Linked DNA regions of Mus musculus: regions 1, 3, 4 and 5 are each linked to region 2. Evidence: chromatin contacts called from public promoter capture Hi-C data. All regions are on one chromosome and are shown on one strand. The core of a region is the stretch at or near the end of the contact, and the rest is flanking DNA. Distances in the headings are between cores, read along the strand shown.

Region 1 (4,910 bases), core at 1,960-4,459, 1.1 Mb after region 2:
AGGCCTGGCAGCAGCTCAGGTCCAGCTTGGTATCCAGCTCTTCAGATATAGACTCAGGGAAACTGCTAAGTGATGGGACCTCTGTCATCAGTCCTACTTGAGAAGCAGGAGGGGAAAATCTTGTGGTCCTGGTCCTCTCAAGTCTATGAGCAGTGCCTGTCCCAGGTCCCTCTGCTACCCACAGGGTGAAGAGGAGAAACAAACTGTAGTTCAAGTATGACTTAAATCTACTTGTGCTGAGCAGCTGAAAGGCCTTCAACACCCTCTCTAGCCACAGTCAGCCTGAGGTTCACCATGTGCAAAATGATGCTCTTCTAAAGGCAGACACACAGGCAGCCTTCAACTGCAGCCAAGCCCTGAGCTTGGTCTTAATGCTCCCAAAGCAGGTAGGAAACCAGGCTCACAAATGCTGCAGTGTGGCGGCAGCAGGAGAGATCCAACACCTCCAGCCCACCCTGCCTCAGCCCTGGGGTCCTTTGGAACCAGATATAAGTGGCCACATAATGTGACAACCTTCGCAGCACCCACAGAACTCAGTCTCAAGTCTGCAGTAAGAGTTGCCAGTGTGCTGCCACTTCCTGGGTCCACTGAGTACAGTGCTCAGAGCTGCCCAGGAGAATGAGAACGCCCTTTGGCCTCAGGTGTGTGCATAAACGAAATGCTCACAATTTAACTGAAGAACCTAGTTGTGGCTCCCCCTATCTGGGGGACTCCACATTTAAATAGAGGCCACATTAGAGTATACTACCTAGAATGGCCATTCCACTTAGGCCAAAGCCCAACTGTGTTAGTCAAATTCTTTACCCTATAGTATACGAAAATGTCCCATTATTTTACAGGGATTTTTAAAACACTTTTGTGCCAGGCGTGGTGGCGCACGCCTTTAATCCTAGCACATGGGAAGCAGAGGCAGGCGGATTTCTGAGTGAGGCCAGCCTGGTCTACAAAGTGAGTTCCAGGATAGCCAGGGCTATACAGACAAACCCTGTCTCGGAACCCCCCCCAAAAAAACAAACAAACAAACAAAAAAACTTTTGCTTAAATTGAGACAAGAGTAGTATTAAAAGGAAAATACTAGGCCTGGTGGCACACACCTTTAGTCCCAGTTCAGGAGGCAGAGGCAGGTGAGTTGAAGTCAGCCTGGTCTATATAGTGAGTTACAGACCAACCCATCTACACAGTGAGGCCATTTTAAAGAAAAAACGATGGAGCTGCTCCTTTAAAGTCTGTACTCTAAGCTGATCTTAAAACTCTGTTTCAGATGATGCGTAGAAAGCCTACCTAGAACACATTAGTCAAGTTTTGATTATCAGACAAACATTGCTCTACATCTTGATTAAACTCACTGCCAATAACAACCCGAGAGAGGCAGCATAGAGATTAAGAATGTGAACTTTGGAGTCCCACTGCCGGCTTCAAATCCCAGCACTGCACTTCCTAGCAGTGTGATCTGGGACAGCCACTGAGGAATGCCTGGGGTTCGGACCTGGAAAACGGGGCGAGCACCTCAGTGCCTTCCTCAAAGGGTTCTCATGAGGATCTACCGGCAGCCTGTGGTGAACCAAGTGCCAGCCCTCAATGTTTCAGACTTGTTCCTGGGTTAGGGCAGCCCTCATACCAGCTGTTCTAGCTGCAATCCTCTTCTCTCCATTCAGACTAAAGGTCAGAGAGGCCCTCCATGCTGTCCACAATGACCACCGTTTCCACGTTTCCATGTCACGTCACTGTTTGCATTTTCTGTAACAACTGTTTTCCAATCCCTTTCTAGTAATCTCTCAATCTCCTCTCACCGGAATGCACGCTCCTCCCTGAGGGACCTTGATTTGTTTTAGGATGGGCCTCACGACCTACAGTGCTTGTCACATATCTACTGAAATTGCTCTATGCTCTGTCACAAAAAAAAAAAAAACAAGACAAAAACTGTTCTAAGGGGGACAAGTACCACACACAGAACATTACCCCCGTGTTCTGGAGCCCATCATTTGTCTAGTTTCTGCAATCCATCACTCCTAAATTAGTAATACACCACAGAGAAGAAAGCGCTCTGCACAGCATCTGGGGGTCGCTGCCTCTTGCACCTGCATGCCTCAAGAGTTGTTCCCTGTCAACCCTTCCAGACCCTGCCCCTCTGAGTCCTTCCCTCTCTGGGCCCCTCTCACCTTTGGGGGTGGGGTGGGAAATGATCATCTTGGATCATCCCCAGCCCTTTCTCTATGTTCTACCTCCACCGCAACCAGTTCCCCAACACACAACCTGGATCTAAGGGGCTGAGTATGGGTTTACTGATGCTCTTCTGAGCACCTTAATGAGGGTTAAAAAAAAAAAAAAAACTCACATCAAAAAAACAGGCAGTTCCAAGACGTATAACTAGTCTCTAAGTCTTCCCCCCGCCCCCAACAGGGTTGCTCCATGTAGACCAGGCTAGCCTCAAACTCACAGCCTCTGCCTCACATAAAGGCGTGCACCACCACCTCCTGGATAGTATCTGTTATTAAGAACTAAGAAAGAAAAGCCACTGGGGGTTCTCAATGTGGAAGTATGAAGCCCTCTTGCACTGATACCCTGCTAAGGGAGACAATGTAGCCTTATCTGCTCCACGCTGGAAGTACAGCCTGGAGGGCTGGACATTTTACTGCCTTAATGTCACCATATAATCTAGACCCATTTAACCAGCACCCCTTCGATCCATTCAGTAACTGTCTTCGCGCTCGGGCTTAATTCCTACACGTGTGCCCCGAAACTGAACACGGTAGTGGGGTAGCAAGAGGACACCTAACACATGCCGCCTGGATCTGTGCAGGCAACAACAGGCCACCTTCCTCCACGACCTGGGGCCGGGGGGTCGGGGCGGCGCGCGAGCCGCGGCGGGCAGCGCTCAGCAGTCCCCTCGCGCACCCCTCTCGGAGATCGGCCCGCCCCTGGCAACCCCTCGCCAGGCTCAAAGGCGCTGCCCGGCCCCGCCCGCCCGCCGCCCGCCGGCTCGCCCGTGGCCTTGACAGCCCAGAGGAAGGCGGTGGTGTGCCGCCCGACCAGGTCCGCGCCACCAGCCCACCCCCAGCACCTCGCAGCTCCGGTGCAGCCGAGCCGCGGTCTCCCTCACGGCTGCGGAAGGAGGATGGCGGGCAGGGCGGCCGCCAGAGCTCGGCTCCGGATCCGGGAAGCTGCACAGGCACTTCCGTTCCGTCCCGCGGCGCCTCCAGCCGCCAAGATGGCCGCGGGGCGGGGCCCAAGCTCCAACCATTTCCGCTTCCGGTATGGACGCAGAGGCCGTTGGCGGGAGCGCTTCCCGGCGGAAGGACGGGGTTGGCGGAAACGTGCCGTGGTGCACAGGCGCATTGACGTCCTCAGGCTCCGGATCCGGCGCCGCTGCTTCGGATGTTATGGTCTCCTGGCCACGCCCCATGGCAACCGGAGGCCAATGGAAGGCAGCTTTATGGTTGCTAGGGAAACTTTGGCGGCAAGATGGAGGCAGCTGGCGATCCCTACCAGGCTTCGCTCCAGCCGCGTCGGCACTCGCCGAGACTGCCGCCGCGAAACGGTACGGGCTGCGTCTCCCCGCTGGAGCTCCGTCGCGTTCGCGTGCTCCACAGGCGTGGTCCAGGCTGCAGGCTCACGGCCAGCCGACCCTGCGTCAGGGGGGGCAGGTAGAGCTGAGGTCAGGCTGGCTGGGTGAGCACACGAGGTTCGCCCAATGCAGTCTGATGAAAAGTTGTTCTAAAACCGGAGAAACAGGATCGATATGAGGTCAGAGTCCATGCTAGTGCCACTGTCTTCCCGTCCCAGGCTGCGACTTGCTGGCAAGAAAGCAGTGGGGTTGCTTATCCATCTCAGGAACTGAGAGATGGGTGTTGGGTGTGATGTCTCAGAGCTGGCTGCGTGATAAAAGATGAGGCAGCCAGGAGTAATTAGGAGTGAGTGTGGATTTTTGTCCCGTGGGGACAGGAGGATAGTGACGGTCCTGGCAGGGTGGGCTCTTTGCTGTATCCTCACGGAGCTTGTTGACTGCTTCCGTGCCCTCACCGCCTCCTCTTAAAGAGCCTACAATCAGCTTTTGTCTTAGCCCTCCTCTGGCCAGGCCTGCCTTTCCCTCAGTACTATCCATGTAACAAAACCCAAGCAAGGGAGAGGGAGCACCCATCTTGAGCAATTAACCATCCTGTCATGTTCAAGAGACTGATGAGAAATGACCTGCAGACTACTCCAGACCCTGAGCTGCCCCATCTCTGTGTCTGTTGATGGCAAACCATTGCTATGTTCATCTTCTTTTCCGAACACAGGCTATGGCGTATATGTATACCCAAATTCTTTCTTCCGCTATGAAGGAGAATGGAAGGGAGGCAAGAAACACGGTAAGAAGCCTGTGATCATTGCAGAGCTCATTCCAGAGCCAGATTCCTGAGAAAAGGTGTGGGAGGCAGTCAGTCTTGTACCAAGCATAGCCTGGTACTGCGCCTGCACACTGGGACTACCACTTGGACCCAGTCATGGTGGAACCAATGTAAGACCAATTCTTGTAGGCTTGGAGGTCATCACATGCTGGTGGGTGGTGGAACTATTGGTGGGAGGGAAAGAGTGGGGCAGTAGACCCAGAGTGTCACACACAAACACCATCATGGCGTCCTGCATGCTTGTTATTGGACATCCAGGCCTCTAATCATCAGCCTTAGTGTCTCTGTATTCAAAAAAAAAAAAAAAAAAAAAAAAGGTAAACATGGGCACGAAAGAACCCTGTTCTCTCGTGTCTGTGAGCATTCCAGTTTATAGAATATACCACCAGACAAAGGCCAGGCGATGTGGAGGTTTTGCTGTGAGACATTATTGAATCTGTTGATTCCTGGGGAAAGGCAGCTGTGTTCTTAATAGGCTGCCTCCTGTTGCCTCTCTTACAACATGGAGGCTCTGCTGTGTTT
Region 2 (4,778 bases), core at 1,103-3,602:
TTTGGCCATCTCCTTAGGACCCCATTTTCAGACCTCCCAAGCCCTCTCCTTGGAGTCTTTGCACAAGTGCCTATGGTGAGCTTTCCCATCAAACTAAACACCAAGTGCATTCTACAGAGGGTCTTAACCAAACAGGAGCAAACAGAATTCAGTAACACTTAAAAAGCACAGGCCACAGCCAAATGAGGTTGCAAGTCTGGTTTGTACTCAGAACTCAGTGAGATCCACTGTGTTATTAACAAGCTGAAGAAGTAAGTTCTTGTGATACCAAAGGATGCAGAAATTGCAGGAAGAAACCTCAGACAGCCAGAACTTGACAAGAGGTTCCTGGAGCAAATGCACCATGAAGTGATCATCTGGATCTATCAAGGTCAGAACTCTGGAAGCTGGTTTTGGGGGCACGAGCTTGGAATGTGAGCAGTTGGGAAGTAGAGGCAGGAGAATCACAAGTTTTAGACCAGCCTCGGCCACATGTAGCCTTGTCCTCCCCATTTCCCTTGCAAATCTGAACCTTTTGCTCTAGTACAGAGCATGGAAAGAGCAAGGCCGGTTAGCTATGTGGTTGGAGCTCAGTTTCAATAAAGACAGTGAAAAGCTACACAGCGGGAGATATTTGAAAACCACACTATCTTACATCGAAGTCATAACCAAGATATTCTGGAGGGGGGGGGGGCTAAATATTTAAACAGCTTTATAAATCCGACTAAGAAACACAAAAAACGCGAAGAATCGCTTCTCTGAAGAGTGCCTTCAAGTGGTAAATAGGAAGATAATACCCAATCCCATTAGCCACCAGGGAAATTCGGATTAAGACTACAATGATCTGTCATCACACCTACCTAGAATAGCCTGAATGAAAACCATGATACCTGAGAGCATTTCAGCACACTGGTCGAAGTACAGCCCGGAGCAACAGTGAATGGAACCAAGACCTGCCCTGCCCTGCCCTGCCCTGCCCTGCCCTGCCCTGCCCTGCCCTGCCCTGCCCTGCCCAGCCCAGCCCAGCCCAACCCAGCACAGCACAGCACAGCACAGCACACCACAGCACAGCACAGCACAGCACACCACAGCACAGCACAGCACACCACAGCACAGCACAGCACAGCACAGCACAGCACAGCACAGCACACCACAGCACAGCACAGCACACCACAGCACAGCACAGCACAGCACAGCAGCACCGACCCCAGTCTCAATCCTTCCCTTGCCCTTGGCAGTTTCAAAATTAAAATCAAAGTTCTTCAGCAAAAGCTTTTGGCATTCAGAGCCTTTAACCAGATCTTCTGGGTTCCTGCCCGGGCCCCTCGACGAGGCTTTAAACCGTGTAGGTCCCTCCCATCTCCAAAGTGTTCCTACTCACAGCCATGCCAGGTCTCGCCAGCGGTGAGCAATAGGAGCTCAGCGTCGTTGGGAAGGCCCGGGAAGCAGTCGTCCGTCACCTCCGTGCCATCTTCGTACAGGCACAGCCGGGAACCGGGCATCGGGAGCTGGAGGACAAGAAGATCAGCTTGTCCCACAACAGTCTTGGCTTCCAGACAGCCAGCTCTGCGTACTGTAGAAGCCTAGCGCCTGTCCAAGCCCACCCAAGAGGATGGAAATCGTAGGGGTGGAAGCCAAGGTGCCCGCCGCGCAGTGCTTGCCCGGAATGCAAGACCCACCTGGAAGCGGACGCAGCCCTTACGCAGCAGCTCCTGGCAGCTCCGGGCCGCCACGCCGAACTTGCAGGCGCTATGTAGGGCTCGCAACTTGACGCATTTGGGTTGGCGGAGCACCGCGCACATTGCAGGGCTGCGGTACCGTAGCGACACTGGACTTGTAACGTTCCTGCCCGGAACTGTGGTGCGTAGACGCGGCCCGGAACTCTTTTCTCTACGTAGGTAGGTGCAACCGGAAACGTCCGACTGCAGGACCTGTCCCCAGCCAGAATCCTCGAGGCCTGGATGCGCACGCAGGCGCCGGCGGGCGGACGCGCAGGCGTACCGCGCGGGCCGGCCTGGTTGCTATGGGAGCGCAGCTGCGGCCCGGGCCCTGGGCAGAGGCAGCCCGGGCTGCTCCTCTGCTGCCCTCCTCAGAGGCCCGGGGTGGGGGCGGCTGGACCGAGACCCCTCCGAAGATAGCGGAGGCCGACATCGCAGCGGCCCCGCCTGGTCGTTTCCGCGGCGCTCTGTGACCCTGCGTGGCCTCGGTCTTCGGCAGGCACCCGGGGCGGAGGCTCCCTGACACCTGGCCTTGGAGGGACTGCGCGGCCAGTGCCTGTTCCAGGCCTCCCTGCAGCGCATCTCAGCCTTCGTGTCCGGAATCGGATTCGAGCCCCGCCTTGTCCTCGTCTGCATGCGTTACTGAACAGGAGCAGTTGCCACGAGACTAAAGACTGTAGCTCTGGCTCCGGGTAGGCTACACTTCGATCCGTGTCGTTTGGGGGTTTTGTTTGTTCGCTGGGTTTGGTTTGTTGTGCTTTTTAAGCGTTAAGATTCTCTAAAGCACTCTCAGTCCTTAAAATTACTTGGCCCCAGATCATTACTTAATATTGTAACATTTACGTTTTCTTGAAAAGAAAACTGGAAACACTTTTCATATCCTTGTAACAAAATGTTTGGAAGTTGCTACATTGAGTTCGGGTTTCTGGTTGGAAAGATGACAGGGTAAGTTCATAACCAAAAATAGAAGAGTTGGGGCTTAGTTTATAAGCAATGCTAGGGTAAATGTCAATTGACACTGCTGGCTGTGGCTGCCCTAGTGGCAGCTGGAACACCAGCCGCCTGTGGTAACCAGCTAGTAACACAGCATTGCACAGATCCAGATCTGTGGTGGGCTTTGTGAGGCGGGAAGGAACAGGAGGTGGAAGGGCTCCAGTGAGTGCATCGGCTGAAAATGTACATTTTGTAGATGTCCTTATTGAGGCCCCAGTGTTTTGGCCACGCTGCCCCCACAGCCCTCCTGCAGGGATCTTCAGTACCCGTACTTTGTTTTAGTTTTATTGGGCATACACTTGTATCTGCTGTTAACATTCTGTTCTATGCACCACAGAGACGAGGTAGACAGACCTGATTTTTGTTTGTTTGTTTGTTTGCTTGCTTGTTTTTTGGTTTTTGTTTTTTTTTTTTTTTTTTTGAGACTGTCTCACTGTGTAGCCCTAGAACTACTACATATAGACCATACTGACCTCAAACTCCGAGATCCTCCAAGTTCTGGGATCAAAGGCATGCACTACCACACCTGACACGGGCTCTTGAAGACACAGGGTCTGGTCAAGGCACTGGAGAAGTTCGTTAGATTTGACTATTCTCTAGAATTCAAGTCATAACCGGGCATAGTGTCACATACCTTTAATCCTAGTACTTGGGATGCAGAGGCAGGAGAATCTCTGTGAGTTTGAGGCCAGTCTAGACTACATAACAAGTTCTAGGCCAGTCAGGCCTAAATAAGAGACTCTGTCCCAAAAATAAAAACAAACAAAAAAAAAATCCAAGACAAGAATGGAGACTGGGGAAACAAGGTGTCCGGTCATAATTAGCACTTCTACTCCTACAATGGGGCTGCCTAGGGTTTTAAAATTAAGACCTGGAGAGGGGTGATCAAAGTTGGATTTAAAGAATGTTTGTCTTGACAGGAGCATAGGTTGAACGGGCAGTTGTACCCATCTGGAATAGAGATAAGGAAGAAGGGTGGAATCCAGTAATCCTTCATACCGTGCTGCCCTCTTGTGCTAAAGGGGAGGATGGTGGTTGAGGGAGATCAGCTCGGGGTTCAGAACCTGTGTGAACTAGGAGTGTAGCCTCACAGATTAAAGGAGAAGCATGCCAAGTCACCCAGCTATGCTTATCACTGCTCTCCGCTATTTTCTGGGTCAGTCTCCTCTACTCTGCTGCCGTTACAGCCACAGGGAACTCATGTAGCATCTTTAACAGTGACTTGCCATTCTAACTCTTAATAATTTAATACATACATACCCCAAAACACCAGCAAATGCCAGACAGGCATTGATTCTTGGGATGGTCCTTTTCAAATCCAGTGGAAGAGAAAGATCTAGATTACACATCAAGTGTGTTCACATGAGCCGGATTTCCTGTGGGATAGTTTGGATGTCAGAGTCTATAGAGTATTTCAATGTTGTATCTTATTCCAAGAAACTTCCAATGGACTTCTTTGTTCCGTGTTAGGAGCAGTGGTTTTTCTTCTGATGGTTTACTTCAGCATCTTGCTTAGCAAGTGTTTGATTGGCTTGGTAACTAAGAAGTAACCAAGGGGCCATAAGCACTTTGGGCTCTCAGTATGATCACATCTGAGGACCTGTGTGTTGCTGCTCTCTGTCAGTGCTGCCGCCCAAAGTTAGCTCCACTTGGGCAGGCCCTCCACTGCTGTTGGCCTCGGCAGCTCTGGATTCCAGTGCTAGGAGCCTCTGTGGGGAGAAATCTCCTTTGCTGTGGTCTCTAGATAGTCCTGAGGTTGAGTTTCTTCTGGGCAACACATACGTATGTTCCCATTCATAAACCTCACTGTGTAGGGGTATGGGATTCATGGACTGTCCAAGCCTAGGAAAGCTTGCCCCAGCAGGCCCCAGCCAGGGTTGGAGGGAAGTACAGAGTTGCCATAGCCAAGCTCACTCTATTGTTTTTCAACATGGAGAGCAGGGGGCAGTAAAGCAGACATCACAGCACCACAACCTCCAGATGAGAGGGGTGAGCTAGGATCACAGCATCACATCCTCCAGATGACAAGGGTGAGAGGTAGGATACAGGGCCATTCCCTGAAAAGTCACAGTGAAAGAATTTTTCAGC
Region 3 (4,675 bases), core at 1,958-4,457, 1.8 Mb after region 2:
GTAAGGTTAAGGAATGAATTCTGGACAGTCTTTGTTAGCAGCAGCACCTCAGCTGCTCTATTGATGATGCTGTATGATGTAGACTCTTTCTTCCTCCTGTAGAATATAATGTTATAATGTTATATAGTGTTATAAGGTTAGGTCTGTCCCTTGTCCTCTTGGGGTCCTGCTTCACCCAAAGACTGCCATCTCTTAAACACCTAATTTCCATGCCTCCATCAAATTCTATAGTTTGTACTCCCTTACCTTCATTCTTGTGTCCACTGCTTGCTTCCCATAATTGGTCTACATTTGATCTCACCCTAGTAACTCTCACCAAAGCCATTTCCTGGAAACAAAACCCAGCAGACGCTGACAATAACCCTTTTCCTTGACTTATTCTATTCTCTCTTCTAGCTAAGACAGTATTCCTGAGATGTGAACAAAAAGGTACTCACCTCAGAGAGGGAACCATTGACTGACCAAAGTAAGGATACTACTTAGGTCCAATTGGTGAGTTTATCAGGATTATTTAAGAGAGCAGAAATGACCCAAAAGCACACCACAGATTGAAAACTGAAGTGCACTGCAAGCTTACAGGTAGTCCCGTGGGTTCAAGAGTATCTCTTCCAAGCACCTTGGCTTGTTTGAGAGTCCCTTAATAGTTCTTACATGACATGCTTGGGGAGGGTACCTAATAAACCATGTCAGTTTCAGAAACATCCTGAAGTTATTGTATTAACCTTTTTTTTTTTTTTTTTTTTTTTTTTTTGGTTTTTCGAGACAGGGTTTCTCTGTGTAGCCCTGGCTGTCCTGGAACTCACTTTGTAGACCAGGCTGGCCTTGAACTCAGAAATCCGTCTGCCTCTGCCTCCCAAGTGCTGGGATTAAAGGCGTGCGCCACCACTGCCCAGGTTTATTAACCTTTAAACACACACACACACACACACACACACACACACACACACACACACAGAGTATCCAGATCAGGCTACTTTTGCACTCAGCCTGCCTCTGCGTCCTGAGTGTTGGGATTATAGGCATATGCCACCATGCCTAGCTACTTGTATCTTAAAAAGTTTACCTGCTGGATGGAGTGTTTTGCTTCCTTTAAGAGCATTCTTTGTCTGGACTAGTTTCTTCTTCATGATTAAATGTTTTATCTTTGGGGAAATTCTTAATTGCCAGTCACATTTATAAAAGAAAGGCCCACGTCTACTTTGTTGAGCCCTTTGCTCCAGAAGCCATAAATGCCTGTCTCTGCCTCCAGTTGGAACCATGCTGGATTATAGTGACACCATTCCTCATCTTAGGCCATCAGTTGCTTACGAGTCATTCTGAGCTCTTCCCTCAGACTCAATGCACACTTCTAGCACAATATATAACTTATCAAGTCCTAATTTCCCTCCTATAATTTGTGTTGCTTTTGACAATTTCACGTACCTCAAGAGTGATTCTAAGTTCCTGATTTCCTGCCTCTACTTCTCACGTGCTGGGATTATAGGTATGTACTGGCCATGTCTAGTTTCTGGGATTCAGGGTACTAAACACAAGGCTTCACACATACTACAGAAGCTTACAACTCCGTAATGTTCCCAGTCCCTAAAGATCTGTCCTCTCACCACTGCAGGCAAGCTTAAGTTTGGCTTCTCTTTCCTGAGGATTCCTACAAGGCTTTTTTGACTTTTTCATCAGCCTAAACGTCACTGTACTAGGTTGGTGTCTTGCATACAATATGCTTAACACTTTGCCAGAATGTTGCACATATATTACTCATTAGCCACTTGCTATTGATATTGGAGAAGATACACATCCATGTGGCCCCATCACTGAGCTTTGTTTTCTACTTCACACAAAAAAGACAAGATACTGCAAATCACTGTTGAGTTGTAACCAAGCATCCCTCTCCAATATAGGTTTCTCTTCCTGATGGATGTAATAGTCATCTCTAGAACCAGAGTCTGGGTTGAGTGACTAGAGCCAACAGTCTTTTCTAATTCTTGGTTCAGTTTCAGCTTAGGGAATGGGCAGACCAGGCAATGACAATTGTGCCTACTTTAGAGCTGCAGCCTAGGGGTGGGACAGACGGACAGACAGTAGCAGCGTGGCCATTACAGTGAGAGGACTGATGAGATCTTTGTGGGGTCTGCTTAGGAGTGGAATCCAATCACCCCACTACAGCTGGACTATGGAATACTGACTTTTGGCAACCTTGTTGGCTGTTCACCATACCTGAATCAGAGTTATACAGGGATCTCCTTAAACTCCCATGTCCTCCCAATTTTCCGTTTCACCGAACCTGGCTGAAATCTTATCAAAAGCTTGAGATAACTGAGCAGTGACAGGAAACATCTATTGTGTAGTGGCAGCAGCACTGTTTTGGGTGAAACTAAGCAGGCCAGGACTGGAGTCAGGAATATTAATATTGTCTGTAGGGTCTACTACAAGCCGTTTCACCTTGATCTTCAAGGTCCCCAAGCCATTTTTTTGGCCTGTATTTGCTGCAGTAGATTATTGGGGGTCCCCTTTAAGAAAAGATTGTGTATATGAGTGCTCTGTTTGCATTTGTGCCTGAATGAGAGAAGAGGATATCAGATTCAATCACAGATAGATGGCTGCAAGCCATGATGTCGTAGCTGGAACTCAGGACCTCTGCAAGAGCAGTCAGTTCTCTGAACTGCTGAGCCATCTCTCCAGACCCTTCATCTGCACTTTTTTGTTTAGTATTTTATTTATTTTTGCGACAAAGTTTCTCAGCCATGGCTGTCCTGGAACTCTAGCTGTAGAGAGAAGGCTGACCTTGAACCCACACAGATCCGCCTGCCTAAGTGCTGGGATTAAAGGCACATCTGCCCTTTTAATGCTGGCAGATCCACCCCACAGCTGTTCCAGAGCCCGAGGACGGAAGGGAGGGCTGAGAACTAAAGACTCCGAACTAAGTCGCGGTGTAACGTCGTGCACGTGGGACTGTGGGAGAAAAGTTGTTCTGTCCCAACCCCCAAAGAAAGGCGCCCTTCTAGAACCCCTTTTGCCAGGCAGGAGTTCCGGTTCGGGCCAGGCCGCGGAGCCAAGTGGGTAACGAGCAGCCCCACCCGTGGGTGCTTCCGGCGTCGGTGCCTGACGCGACACTGACGGACTGGTCGTACGGCCAACGGCGTCGAGACAGCGGTGACGTTCAGCCAATGGGAGGGGGCGGGGCGGGGCGGCCACGATCGTCTCGAGCAGCCGCCCTGACGGGAAGGGCCCGAGAAGAGTCGGCGGCACAAAATGGCGGCGGCGGCGGCCGGGGCTGCGGGGTTGATGGCTCCGGCGTCGGCGGCCTGCTCTTCCGGCTCGGCGGGAGCGGCCCCGGGGTCTCAGGGGGTGCTGATCGGCGACAGGCTCTACTCGGGCGTGCTCATCACCTTGGAAAACTGCCTGCTGCCCGACGACAAGCTCCGCTTCACGCCGTCCATGTCGAGCGGCCTCGACGTCGATACGGAGACGGGACTCCGCGTCGTGGGCTGCGAGCTCATCCAGGCAGCCGGCATCCTGCTCCGCCTGCCGCAGGTAAGGGCCGGGCCGCGAGCTCTGCAGGGGCCGTTCGCCGGCCGAGGGCCGAGGGCCGGGCCTTTGTTGTCGTCCCGGCCCCCGGCCCGGAGCTCACCGGACCCAGGCGACGAGGTCCGAGCCTGTGCGCTCCGCAGCCTTGAAATAACCCGCACCCGCCATCCCTTCCCCTTCCCCTTCCCCCTCCGCCGGAGCCGAAGCCCTTTTACCCCCAAGAAAGCCTCGCGAGACCCAAACCCTTTGGGGGAAATGGAAACTGTCGTGGCTATTTGTCCTGGGGGGAAATCACACAAGACATTGTAGCCGGGACAAGCGTGAGTCCTGCATTCAAACGTGATGGAACCCTCTCTGTCCCTAGGTGGCCATGGCTACAGGGCAGGTGCTGTTCCAGCGGTTCTTTTACACTAAGTCCTTCGTGAAACATTCCATGGAGGTAGGCTTCTTTCTGTTTTCTCGGAGAAATGAATTGGGATGAAACCTGGCCTGTTCTGCCCAGTGCTTAGCTGAATTCTGTCCTGCAAAGTCTACACAGCTCTTTCCCTAGAGGCCTGTCTGTCTCTGTATCTTCTGGTTGTTTCTAATAGTTTTAATGCCTTGGAAGGTTCTCAAGTTGGGGGGAAAAACACCCGTGTCACAATGTACATTTCAGCATGTGTCCATGGCTTGTGTTCACCTGGCTTCCAAAATAGAAGAGGCTCCGAGACGAATCAGGGATGTCATCAATGTATTCCATCGCCTTCGGCATCTGAGAGAGAAAAAGTGAGTCCTTTGCAGAGCTGTCCTAATGTCTGTCATTGTTAATACCAACCTGTGAATTTACAGTAGATTGTTCGCATGTGCCCTAGATGCTGTCTTGGGGCAGTTGGTAGGGGGGTACAATAACCAGGATAGCTGGCTGTCCTAGCCCTGCTGAAACAATTCCTGTATGACCACATCAGCTCACCACCCTATTGTCCTGTTTGTTCCATGGTTCTGCTGAGAACCTCTGAGCACCAGGTCCCTGGTTCTCACCCTCAGCGCTGTTAGTGTCTGAACTGGCCATTCTTTGTTCTAGTGTCATTGTAATATGTCGATCAATATTCCTGGCCTTTCCTTGCCAGAAACCATTTGTAACAGAAATACCCCTAGACAGCTGTCTTTTTTGATA
Region 4 (4,776 bases), core at 1,251-3,750, 2.0 Mb before region 2:
CTGGTCTACAGAGTGAGCTCCAGCACAGCAGAGCCTGGAGTGGGGAACTTGTCGAGAGAAGAGGAGGAGGGAGGGGAGAGGGAGGGCAGGAAGAAAGGAAGAAGGAAAAAGCAAAAGCCAAGTGTCGAGGTTTGCTCGAGGATGATGAGAGAAGAGAAGGGAAGGAGCTCCATGGTTCCAGGTCCCTGAGGAGGAAGGGAGGGGGAGGAGGAGGAAGAGGAGGAGGAGGAGGAGAAGGACAGGAGAGTCCTCGGAGGTCCAGGCCTGGGTGAACACAAGTTTGATGCGTTAGGTGTCAAGTTCAAGGTGCTCTTCAGACTGGCAGAGCTCAGAGTGGCAGATGGGCACCTATGCCCGGGGATGTCCCTACAGAGCCTGCCAGCCTCGGCGATCTCAGCACTAGGGAGAAGCCCTGAACGGCTCCATCTTGAGCATGCCAGCACTCAGTGTAGGAAGTAGAGAGGACTCTGGGATGGAGACTGACGGGGGAGATGTGGGACAAAGGTCAGGATGCGCCCAGGGAGTGGGAAGAGAACTGCCTAGTCAAAAGCTATTGAGAGTTCTTTTAAGACAAAGCCGGATAGATGACACAGACCTATAAGCAAGACCTGGGTGGGGCACAGTGGTGGATACCTGGAAGGGTCCAGTTCATAAGCCAGCCTGGGCTACACAAGACCAGCCCTCTCGAATTAACAGAAGCAACACTAGCCTGAAGCAAGGATAGAGTCAGAAGGCAGACGGGAGGGCACAGGAGAGATGTCAAAGCACGGGGTACACACAGATCTAAACTGTCCTCAGGAAGCCTACCAGGACATGTGGTGATTGTGCCATAAACACTTAAGTGGTGGCACACGCCTTTAATCTCAACACTCTGGAGGCAGAGGCTGGCAGATCTCTGTGAGTTCAAGGTCAGCCTGGTCTACACAGAGAAATCCTATCTTGAAAAACAAAACAAAAAAGTTTAAAAATTCGGAGGTGTGGCCAGGCGTGGTGGCTCATGCCTTTAATCCCAGTACTCAGAAGGCAAAGGCAGGTGGATTTCTGAGTTCGAGGCCAGCCTGGTCTACAGAGTGAGTTCCAGGACAGCCAGGGCTACACAGAGAAACCCTGTCTCGAAAAAACAAAACCAAAAAAAAAGTCAAGGTGTGTAGAGCACCTGCCTACCCACTACTCTGGAAGGCCTGAGCTCCATCTCCAACACAAAGTAAAATATAAAAGTCTCCCAGACAGGATGCCAGCATGCATTAAGGGAGGGGGTGTTTTTTTTTTTTTTTTTTTTTTTTGAGTGTTCAAAGCCAGTTTTGGGTACATAGCTCTATTCACTGACTTCAGTCAGAACTACAGAAAAGGGCCTGGTCTCAATGGAGGAGGTGGCTATTAAAATAGATAAGACACCTGGCAAAATCCCTGTGGCCCCACAAAACAGGAAAGAAACTGTCCTCTGACCATCCATCCCATGGGAGACATGGCAAGAGGGTGGAGGATTCTTCTACACACAAATGAATTTAACTTAAAAACAAAGAATGAGAGCGGGCAGAGGTGAGTGTTCCCCCGAGTTTCTGGCAACTCAGATACCTGATAACTACCCATGCAGCCACCCGGAGGCCCTTCCATGCAGAGCACACATCCTGGCTCGTGGTCAATGGAATACTATGCAGAATAGTGCTTGTGGGGCAAGGATGACTCTCGCAGGGCCCGGAAGGAAGAGAGAGAGAGATTCCATTTCTTAAGGTTCAAACCTCGCCACAGCCACGCAGCCCACATGCAAGCTATCCCTGTGGGCTGGTGGGAGAAAAGACTGTAAGTGGATGCCAGCGGAGACGTCTGTGGGCTGCCAACTGATGTGTGTATTTTTCTATGGTTGCTACTCTTCAGCAGAAACATTCAAAGTGTACAGGGTGCGGGCTGCCAGGAACTGAGCCCTGAAGGCACAGACATCGCTCGAAGCCGGAGCAGTTGAAGGGTGCTTCCCTAGAAAGGGCTCAGCACGAGTCTTGCTGGGGAAAAGGGGTCCCAGGGCTGCAGAACCGGGGATCTCCCACCTTCCCACAGCCGAAATCCCTGCCATGAGGCCCGGCCATCCTGGGAGCACTCATTCCTCCAGGCCTCCCGCGAGGTGACGCAGGCGCAAGGGGCCAGAGCAGGGACACGGCCAGGTGCCACTCACGCCCATCTAGTTTGCACTGAGCACCTACTGCTTCCAGGCGAGGAGGGGGCGGCGGGGTCAGGCTGTGAGGCCGCGCGCAGGAGCATCGCCCGCGCCCGGCCCGGCCCCTCTACGCAGTCCCGGTCCACCTCGCCTGCAAACCCTGGCCTGGGCCTCCCGGAGCTCCCGCCCAGTGCACCGAGACCCGCGAGCGTTCCGTAGGGTCGGGTCCCGGCTTCCCCATCCCTCACCGGTGGAAGGTGAGCTGCTTCCTGCGGCTGCTGTAGCGGTTGCAGCATTGCCGGGCCGCGCAAGACTTCGGCATCTCGGAGATGGGCCCACTGCCCCTAAAAAAGATGGCGGCTCGGCGGCCTCGGGGGGCGGAGCCTGAGGGGCGGGGTCCGCAGGCTCGGGGCGCCAGAGCAGGACTTGCTCTGCTCCCTAAAGAAGTTAGAGCTGAGGAATACCTCCTACAACTTGTGCCCAAGTAAACAACTTTGGAAACCTGGACTAAAAAAGCGTCGACTCCTAACTCAGCTAAGTTTCTGGCTTGCAGGGCTGGGTTTGTCCGTTACAGACAGGTACAGAGCCTGCCTGGCCTTGAACTCACACTTCATTCATCTCAGCTTCAGACAAGGTTTGGATCCCAAGGGAGGTACCCAGCTGGTCACTATACAGACAGAAGATGCCTAGCACTGGACTCACCTCACCAGTCCGAACTTCAAAGGGCCCTAATGGCTGTGGCTTTGAAAGCTCAGACAAGTGCGGGGTAGAGGGTAGGGGTGGCCGGCACACCTGAACAGACAAGTGTGACAGGAATTGAGGGAAAGGGAAGCCTTTCAAAAGTGCACACTGGGTTTGAGAGCTAACTGGATAAGTGGAGCAGGGGTCATGGTCCCTTTTCATCATCAGTTCAGCTCTGCCAGATCCGCCATCTGACAAGCAACTGGGGAGACCCACAGCCTTTTTCAGCACAGGACACCTAAGGAGGCACAGACCTCAAAGTAGCAATATCTTTATTTACAAAATATACAGTTTCACAGAAACAGCTTGCTTTATACACATAAACTTTATAATTACACAGAACATGTAAACGATGTTGTGTCTGGCCTGGCCAAAGCCCACGGGAAGGGTCTACTTGGGGCTGACCCTTCCCTCCCAGCATTAGCCATCAACCAGGAGCCCAGAGAGGCTCACGCCCAGTTTGCATAAACAAGCTGATTGCAGCTGCCCAGCTCAACCTACCCCCAAACCAAGGTGTCCAAATTCTGACACCACCCACAGGGAAAGATCCCCTTAAAAACAAAGCAAGCAAACACAAACAGATGTCAAATGTATTCCAGAGGCATTGATCTCTGAGCACATGTAATAATGGCCAGCTCCACTGTTCCACAACAAAACCACACATATTCTTAAATGCACTTAAAAAGAAAAAAAAACTACTGCAACTTTGGTTATTCTCAGGGTGAAGACACTGGACAACAACTGTCATGGGGCAGGTCTTTGGCAAATTCCTCTAACTTGTCCTGGGTATTTGTCCCATCAGAGCCACACAATAGCCTGGGGGCAAGACTGTTTCTATCACAGCTTCTCTTTAGAAGAGCTCTCCCCTTGAGGTCTGCACAATCTACAGAGCTCAGCAGTACTTCTACTTTAATATGAGCAACAGGATTTAAAAAAAGAAAGAAAGTTAAACTGGGTGAGTGAGAAAGATGCTATTATTTTTTTTTTTAAAAAAAGGCTCTGATTTGCCAAGTTACAGTCTACACTCTGAGCTCCTTTGGTGCTTAAGACAATGTGGGAGAATGCCTGTGACCTTACAAAGGTACTCCAGGAAGGGGAAGAAAGGTGACACACTGGCCACTCTGCTCTGTCTCAGGCTAACAAAGAATACGCGTGACAACTGGGTAGGAAACACTACGGAGAAAGAATGAGCACTGGAGATGCTGGTTTGAGAGCCAACGCCCTCTTCCTCCTTTCCCTCTGCCCCAGGACCACCAGTGTCCAGGAGCTGAGCCAGCCCTCACTCAGACCAGGGCTCTGGTTCACACCTCTGAAACTCTGCAAGCTGGTGCTCTAGCACTCAGACCTTGCCTTGCCCCAGGAACCTGTATGGAAGGCAGAATGCCCATTCTTTTCACCCATTATCTGAAGAACAGCACACAGGGCCCAAGGACAGTGTCTTCTGTGGACTGTTACTGGACTGGGCACCACCAGCAGAGCTGGGACACCCAGTGTAACAGTGGCAAATACTTTGGGCTGTATTGTGGGGAAAAAAATATGCTTTTTGTTTTTTACATCGTGCAAAACAAGAAACTGAGTTATGAACACAGAACACCTCCACCCCAACCCTCACTCTGTGGAAAGGCGGCTACACATTGTCCCTTTAAACCAACCGTGAAAACCCAAAGAACCACTGCCCCCCCACCCAGGGCTCCTCTTGGGGACACCAGACCACAGCTCAGCAGCTCAGCAAGTACAACTGAGGCAAGGAAGTGAGACCACAAAAGGGCGGGCAACTTGGACGGCTGCTGTATAGACACTTGTGATAAAAGAGCAACACTGAGAACAAACAGCCAGGGAAACACAACACCTCCACTCCCGAGCACAGCGGAGACAGGACAGCTAGC
Region 5 (4,889 bases), core at 1,771-4,270, 2.0 Mb after region 2:
CACTGTTTATCATTGAAGGAAGTCAAAGAACTCAAGCAGGACAGGAACCTGGAGGCAAGAGCTGATGCAGAGGACATGGAGGAGCGCTGGTTACTGGTTTGTTCCTTATGGCATGCTCAGCCTGCTTTGTTTGTTTGTTGAGACAAGGGTTCTCTGTGTAATTCTGGCTGTCTTGGACATCACTCTGTAGACCAGGCTGGCTTGGAACTCAGAGATCCACCTGCCTCTGTCTCCAGAGTGCTGGGATGAAAGGTGAGCACCATCGAGTTCTGCATCAGCTTCCTTCCTTATAGAACCCAGGGCTATCAGCTCAGGGGTGACCCCACCTACAATGGGCTGGGCCCTCCCAAATCAATCACAAATTAAGAAAATATTCTACAGGTTTGCCTACAGTCCTAATTAATGGAGGCATTTTCTTAATTGAGTCTCTCTCCTCTTAAATGACTAGCTTTTGTCAAATTGACATTAAACTAGCTAACAAGGTATGTTCCAGAGAGCGTAATTATTTTCCTATGTAGAGTGGCCTCACCTTCTAACTTTCCATCCTTTAAAAGTAGCTTAATTTACCCTGATTAGGGGTCCCAGTGCCTTGGGGAGGGAGGAGGCAAAAGGTCTGTACTGATTTGTTTTCTGAGTTTGACAATGGAAAGAGATACCATTGGTCTCCTAGAACTAGTTTGCCATGGTGGGCTGACAGACAGGATACACTCCCCAGGGCTCAGGAGCCAGCCCTGTTGCAGCAGCCCAGATCAACTAAGATGGGTTGCTTGACTCCCCCAGGATGCTTTCAGGACTGGGTACTGTCTGGCTTAGCCCCTGCTCTGTGAATCAGTCACTGCTGAAGTCATTTCTGACTCTCAGTCATCAGTTTTCAGTAATCAGTTAGTGAGCCCACTGCTGATACTCAAAGGCAGTCAGGGTCCTGGTGAAGGTTGAGGACTTAAAGTTGACCATCAGTTCTGCCCTACATACTGGTTGGCCAGGCACTGTAATGTCACTGAAACAGCCCGGTAAGTAACTGCCTCTGCTTTGCAGCCCAAACTTGCATCCTTGGCACACTCCAAGCACCACTTGTAGCAGAATTTTAGCAGAGCCATTGTATCTGGCATGAATACTTAGGCTTTGAATTAGTCTTTTGTAAATAGTCAGTGGTTATTATATGAGGTTTATGGGGTAGCTCTTCCAAAGGGCTCAGAGCCTTTGCATAACATAGTCCGGAGACATAACTGGCAAACCAGGAAATGTCTTAAGGCTGGGAATTGTTTAGGCAATGGTTCCTCATGACCATAGCCTTTCCACCCCTGTCCAAGTCCAAATAATGGACTCTGAGACTCTTATATATGAATAATGAATATATGCCTAAGCCAATAGCTTTGGCTAGTTTCCGCCAGCTCATAACTCAATTATCTCATTTAGAATAGTCTAAGTCCTGCCATGTGGCTAGTTAACCATTCCTTCAGTTTCATGTGACCGTCCTCTTCATGTGGGATGGGGCGATCTTCTTTGCCTGACTCCCCCCCCCTCCTGGACTGCTACCTTCTTTTCCCTGCCTCAGGTCATTGTCATAGGCTTTTTTTATTGACAGATGATGCTTCCATGAAGTTCACAAGACATTCTCTCTATAGTTCCTTCAGACTACTTCAATTTGTACGCACAAATTGACTTGCTAAAGATGCCTTTTTTTTTTTTTTTCCAAGACAGGGTTTCTCTGTGTAGCCCTGGCTGTCCTGGAACTCACCTTGTAGACTGAACTCAGAAATCCGCCTGCCTCTGCCTTCCCAGTGCTGGGATCAAAGGCATGCGCCACCACCGCCCGGGTCTAAAAATGCCTGTTGTGTAACAATATATAGGCTTTGCAATGTGGATTCTGGATTCAGTCCTGCAAAGGCTGAGCCTCCTGCTGCTAAGAATCCTTAATTCATCCTGCAGTGTCTCTCTTCCAGTGTGTTGTAACCCGGAATACTGACACCTACCACATCTGACTTGGCTTTCTGGAACCTGTACACAGAGTTCACAGGCAAATGAAGGGAAGGTGCTGGGTCAAGGACGCAGGGTGTGTGTGTGTGTGTGTGTGTGTGTGTGTGTGTGTGTGTGTGTGTGTGATGTTATCTCACCAACATAAGAACAAACTTTAGCATTCGATTCTAGGAATGCAACAGTGAGGCAGCAGTGTGTGCAGGGAGAGCTGGAGAAGTCTGGATCTCTATCAGCCTCCTCAGCCCAGATTCTCCAGCTGTCAGGGCCCAAACTAGTATTTAGAACATCCCTACTGGCAGCCTCCTGTCTCAGCACCAGCCAGATAGTCTGGCCAAAAGACCAAGCTGTACCGCCTCCCCTCCCCAGGGCCAGGAAGGAGGCGGAGGGAGAGGGGAAACCCGTCTTAGAGCAATGTCCTCGAGCATAAAGATGGTATTCAAGAACTGATTGGGAAACTTGGTGCGGAAACACAGGGACTCTTTTTATGAGGACGGCTGTTCCCGGGGCTGGGGGTCTGCCGCGGGCTTGGAGTGCGGGATACGCCTATGCCCATCATTGGCTCCGTACACGGGGATCTTCGTGGCTATAGGGGCAGCGAGGGAGAACTGAGTGAACCTCCAGCTCGGAATTTAACTGTGTTTAGAGCAGACAAGAGTGCATCCTGGGCCAGAAGGTGGCCGGTGGCCCTAATTCGTTGTGAACTCATGGGTCATCTTTTCTCTGGGGCTGGCCTCCCTGACTGGCCCTGATTTGGGGTCGGGAGCACTGCGGGATTTCTGCAGCCACTTACTGGTTCCTGGAGTGCCGGCCAGACAGTACGAAGTCTTGGGAGTGTCTAGCCCAGTTTCCCGACACAGGAGCCACAACCCCCTCCCCCGAGCTATTCTCTAGTGCGCACGCGTCAGCAACCCTTTGCGCAGTAGCCGGACACAACCATTAGCCAAAAACCCGAGACTGACCTGAGCCAGCTAGGAACTGACAGTGGAGCCTCCACCAAGCTGCCTAGCGGAGCGCTTCCACCCGCGGACAGCGCACCGGAAGCGGAAGCGGAAGCGGGCCTAGGCCGTCCCCGGAGCGGCCATCTTGGAGGCTGAGCGGCGGTAGCGGCGGCGAGGCTGCTTGCGGCGGGTGCGGTGGGCCGAGTCCCAGCGCGGGTGCGGCTCACGGCGCGGGCCCCACTCTTCCGCACCCTGCTCTGGCCTCGACCACGGCGAACCTGAACGCGGCCGCGGCCTCAGGGAGAGGTGAGCGCTCGCGGGCTGCGCGGGGCCTCGGGCCGCTCGTTCGCCCCGCCGGAGCCGGCTGCAGCGGCGGGCGGGGACGCGGGGACGCCACACGTCGGGTCCCGTTGGTTACGTCGCCGGCTGTGCCCGGACCCGAGGTCGGTTACTGAGGGCGCTCGGGGTTCCTGTCGGGGGCGGGTTAGGGGTTTTGTTTGCCGCGCGGCGGATTCTCTCACGGACGCTCGGAAGACTCCGAGGAGGAGCCAGGTTTGATCTTTAAAAAAACGTATCCCGTGAGTTTGTTGTGGGGTGGTAGCCGTTGAGTGGCCCCCTTTCATCGCGATCAGTTAGAACCCCAGGCTGCTTAATAGACCCCAACAGGGGCGAGCGTGTCCGCGGTTACGCCCTTGAGGGTAATGCAACAAAACCTTGGGCAGTAAGAGTGGGGCTTGGGCCCGTTTCGGGGGTCGGGGTGAGGACGGCCGATGCTTATTCTCCACCTCTGCTAACTGCGGACTCTCAGCCAGTGACCTCACTTCCTTCTTAGTGGACATCATCACTTAGCTGTGTGTTTAACCTCAGTCAAGCTCTCAACGTCATCAGATCCAGATAGACCAGGAAGAGAAAAGAGCAGAGTTCACTGTAAGCTAACAAGTGCATAAGAATGTACCTTTCTGCAAGTAGTGATACAGGGCTTTATTCATGGCCAGGTGTGTGTAATGGGGGGGGAAAAAGGATTTTAGGATTGTATTTCATTATAAAGTCCCGCGTATGATCTTCAGCCGGAGATAGGTCTAGGTTCCTAGAACTTGGAGTCAGTCCTCTGCAACATCATTGTCTTCCTGTACTCGGCGTCAGTTCAGTTCTCGGTGTGTGTGAGAAAGTGGTGCTAAGGCTGTTTATTGTGAGCTTCTGGCTTCCTTCAGCCCGTGGAGTAATCCTGGAGAAGGTAAAACTCCCTGAAAATCCTGGCCTTGGGTGTGTCATGTGCCCTTCTGACCATCTGTCAGGCCAAGGTCTTAATTCCCCACCGTCACCTAACCTGTGTGGAGTGTTGTGGGAGAGAGATGTCCAAAAGGAAAAAGAACTACCACCTTGGCACGGTGATGAGGGACTGACAAGAGACTCTTCTGCTGCCAGTGAGTGGCTGCTTCTGTCACCTTCCATCCCCTAGGAGAGTCACGAAAGATACTGCTGTTCCGATTGAGGCAGACGAGGAGCAGATAGGGCAGCAGATAGTGAATCATAAGTATGGTGTTATATGCTTAACAGCAAGTTTGAGGCAGGAGATGCAGCCTAGTGATAGAATACTTGCCTACTCCTCGAGAGGCTCTAGGTTTAATTTCCAATGCTGAAAGAAAAAAACAGAAGTTAAAGCTGATCATAGTGTTGGATGCCTTGAACGTCAGCACTTGGGAAGCAGAGGCAGAAGGATCTTTGAGTTTGAGGTCAGCCTGGTTTACACAGGACATAGGCACTGAGACCTTGTCTCAAAAAAAAAAAAAAAAGTTAAAAGCAAGTATGAGAAAGAATTTCCTCCTGTGGTTGACTAGGCAGAATTTTTTAAAAAATAAGTTTATGTAACCCCAGCTCTCCTGGACTTCTCTCTGTAGACAAGGCTGGCCTTGAACTCACAAAGATATGCCTGTCTCTGCCTCCCAAGTGCCAGGATTGAAAATGTGCACTAAA

Evidence for each region. Promoter capture Hi-C pulls out the DNA fragments that hold promoters and counts their contacts. Capture Hi-C pulls out chosen DNA fragments and counts their contacts.
Region 1: a promoter capture Hi-C map of neural stem cells shows a contact between it and region 2. The contact joins the promoter of Rer1 here to the promoter of Cep104 in region 2. A contact is called at or near these places in 3 of 39 promoter capture datasets (hippocampal neurons, neural stem cells and pre-B cells), 1 of 15 datasets of contacts at CTCF or cohesin (large pre-B cells) and 1 of 115 datasets of contacts at active chromatin or transcription factors (large pre-B cells).
Region 3: a contact with region 2 is called in a promoter capture Hi-C map of pre-B cells, with 4 times the contacts expected there. The contact joins the promoter of Ccnl2 here to the promoter of Cep104 in region 2. A contact is called at or near these places in 2 of 39 promoter capture datasets (cranial neural crest and pre-B cells) and 1 of 115 datasets of contacts at active chromatin or transcription factors (fetal liver).
Region 4: a promoter capture Hi-C map of pre-B cells shows a contact between it and region 2, with 4 times the contacts expected there. The contact joins the promoter of Thap3 here to the promoter of Cep104 in region 2. A contact is called at or near these places in 2 of 39 promoter capture datasets (liver and pre-B cells), 2 of 115 datasets of contacts at active chromatin or transcription factors (astrocytes and large pre-B cells) and 2 of 9 other capture datasets (adipose tissue and macrophages).
Region 5: a contact with region 2 is called in a promoter capture Hi-C map of adipose tissue, with 2.6 times the contacts expected there. The contact joins the promoter of Ube2j2 here to the promoter of Cep104 in region 2. A contact is called at or near these places in 1 of 39 promoter capture datasets (cranial neural crest) and 1 of 9 other capture datasets (adipose tissue).

The regions. Positions count from the first base shown.
Region 1 is chr4:155,083,144-155,088,053 of GRCm38.p6, forward strand. It overlaps Rer1 (retention in endoplasmic reticulum sorting receptor 1), which reads right to left and starts at 3,210. Exons shown (of 7, transcript NM_026395.2): 1 at 3,062-3,210. It overlaps Morn1 (MORN repeat containing 1), which reads left to right and starts at 3,434. Exons shown (of 14, transcript NM_001081100.1): 1 at 3,434-3,538; 2 at 4,278-4,349. The coding sequence starts at 3,463.
Region 2 is chr4:153,973,209-153,977,986 of GRCm38.p6, forward strand. It overlaps Cep104 (centrosomal protein 104), which reads left to right and starts at 2,353. Exons shown (of 22, transcript NM_177673.2): 1 at 2,353-2,389. Dffb (DNA fragmentation factor, beta subunit) reads right to left here and starts at 1,873. Exons shown (of 7, transcript NM_007859.4): 1 at 1,659-1,873; 2 at 1,361-1,487. The coding sequence starts at 1,781.
Region 3 is chr4:155,809,282-155,813,956 of GRCm38.p6, forward strand. It overlaps Ccnl2 (cyclin L2), which reads left to right and starts at 3,208. Exons shown (of 11, transcript NM_207678.1): 1 at 3,208-3,528; 2 at 3,887-3,961; 3 at 4,178-4,287. The coding sequence starts at 3,247.
Region 4 is chr4:151,986,486-151,991,261 of GRCm38.p6, forward strand. Thap3 (THAP domain containing, apoptosis associated protein 3) reads right to left here and starts at 2,501. Exons shown (of 4, transcript NM_175152.4): 1 at 2,398-2,501. The coding sequence starts at 2,471. Phf13 (PHD finger protein 13) reads right to left here. Exons shown (of 4, transcript NM_172705.2): 4 at 3,146-4,776.
Region 5 is chr4:155,940,793-155,945,681 of GRCm38.p6, forward strand. Ube2j2 (ubiquitin-conjugating enzyme E2J 2) reads left to right here and starts at 3,021. Exons shown (of 8, transcript NM_021402.6): 1 at 3,021-3,358.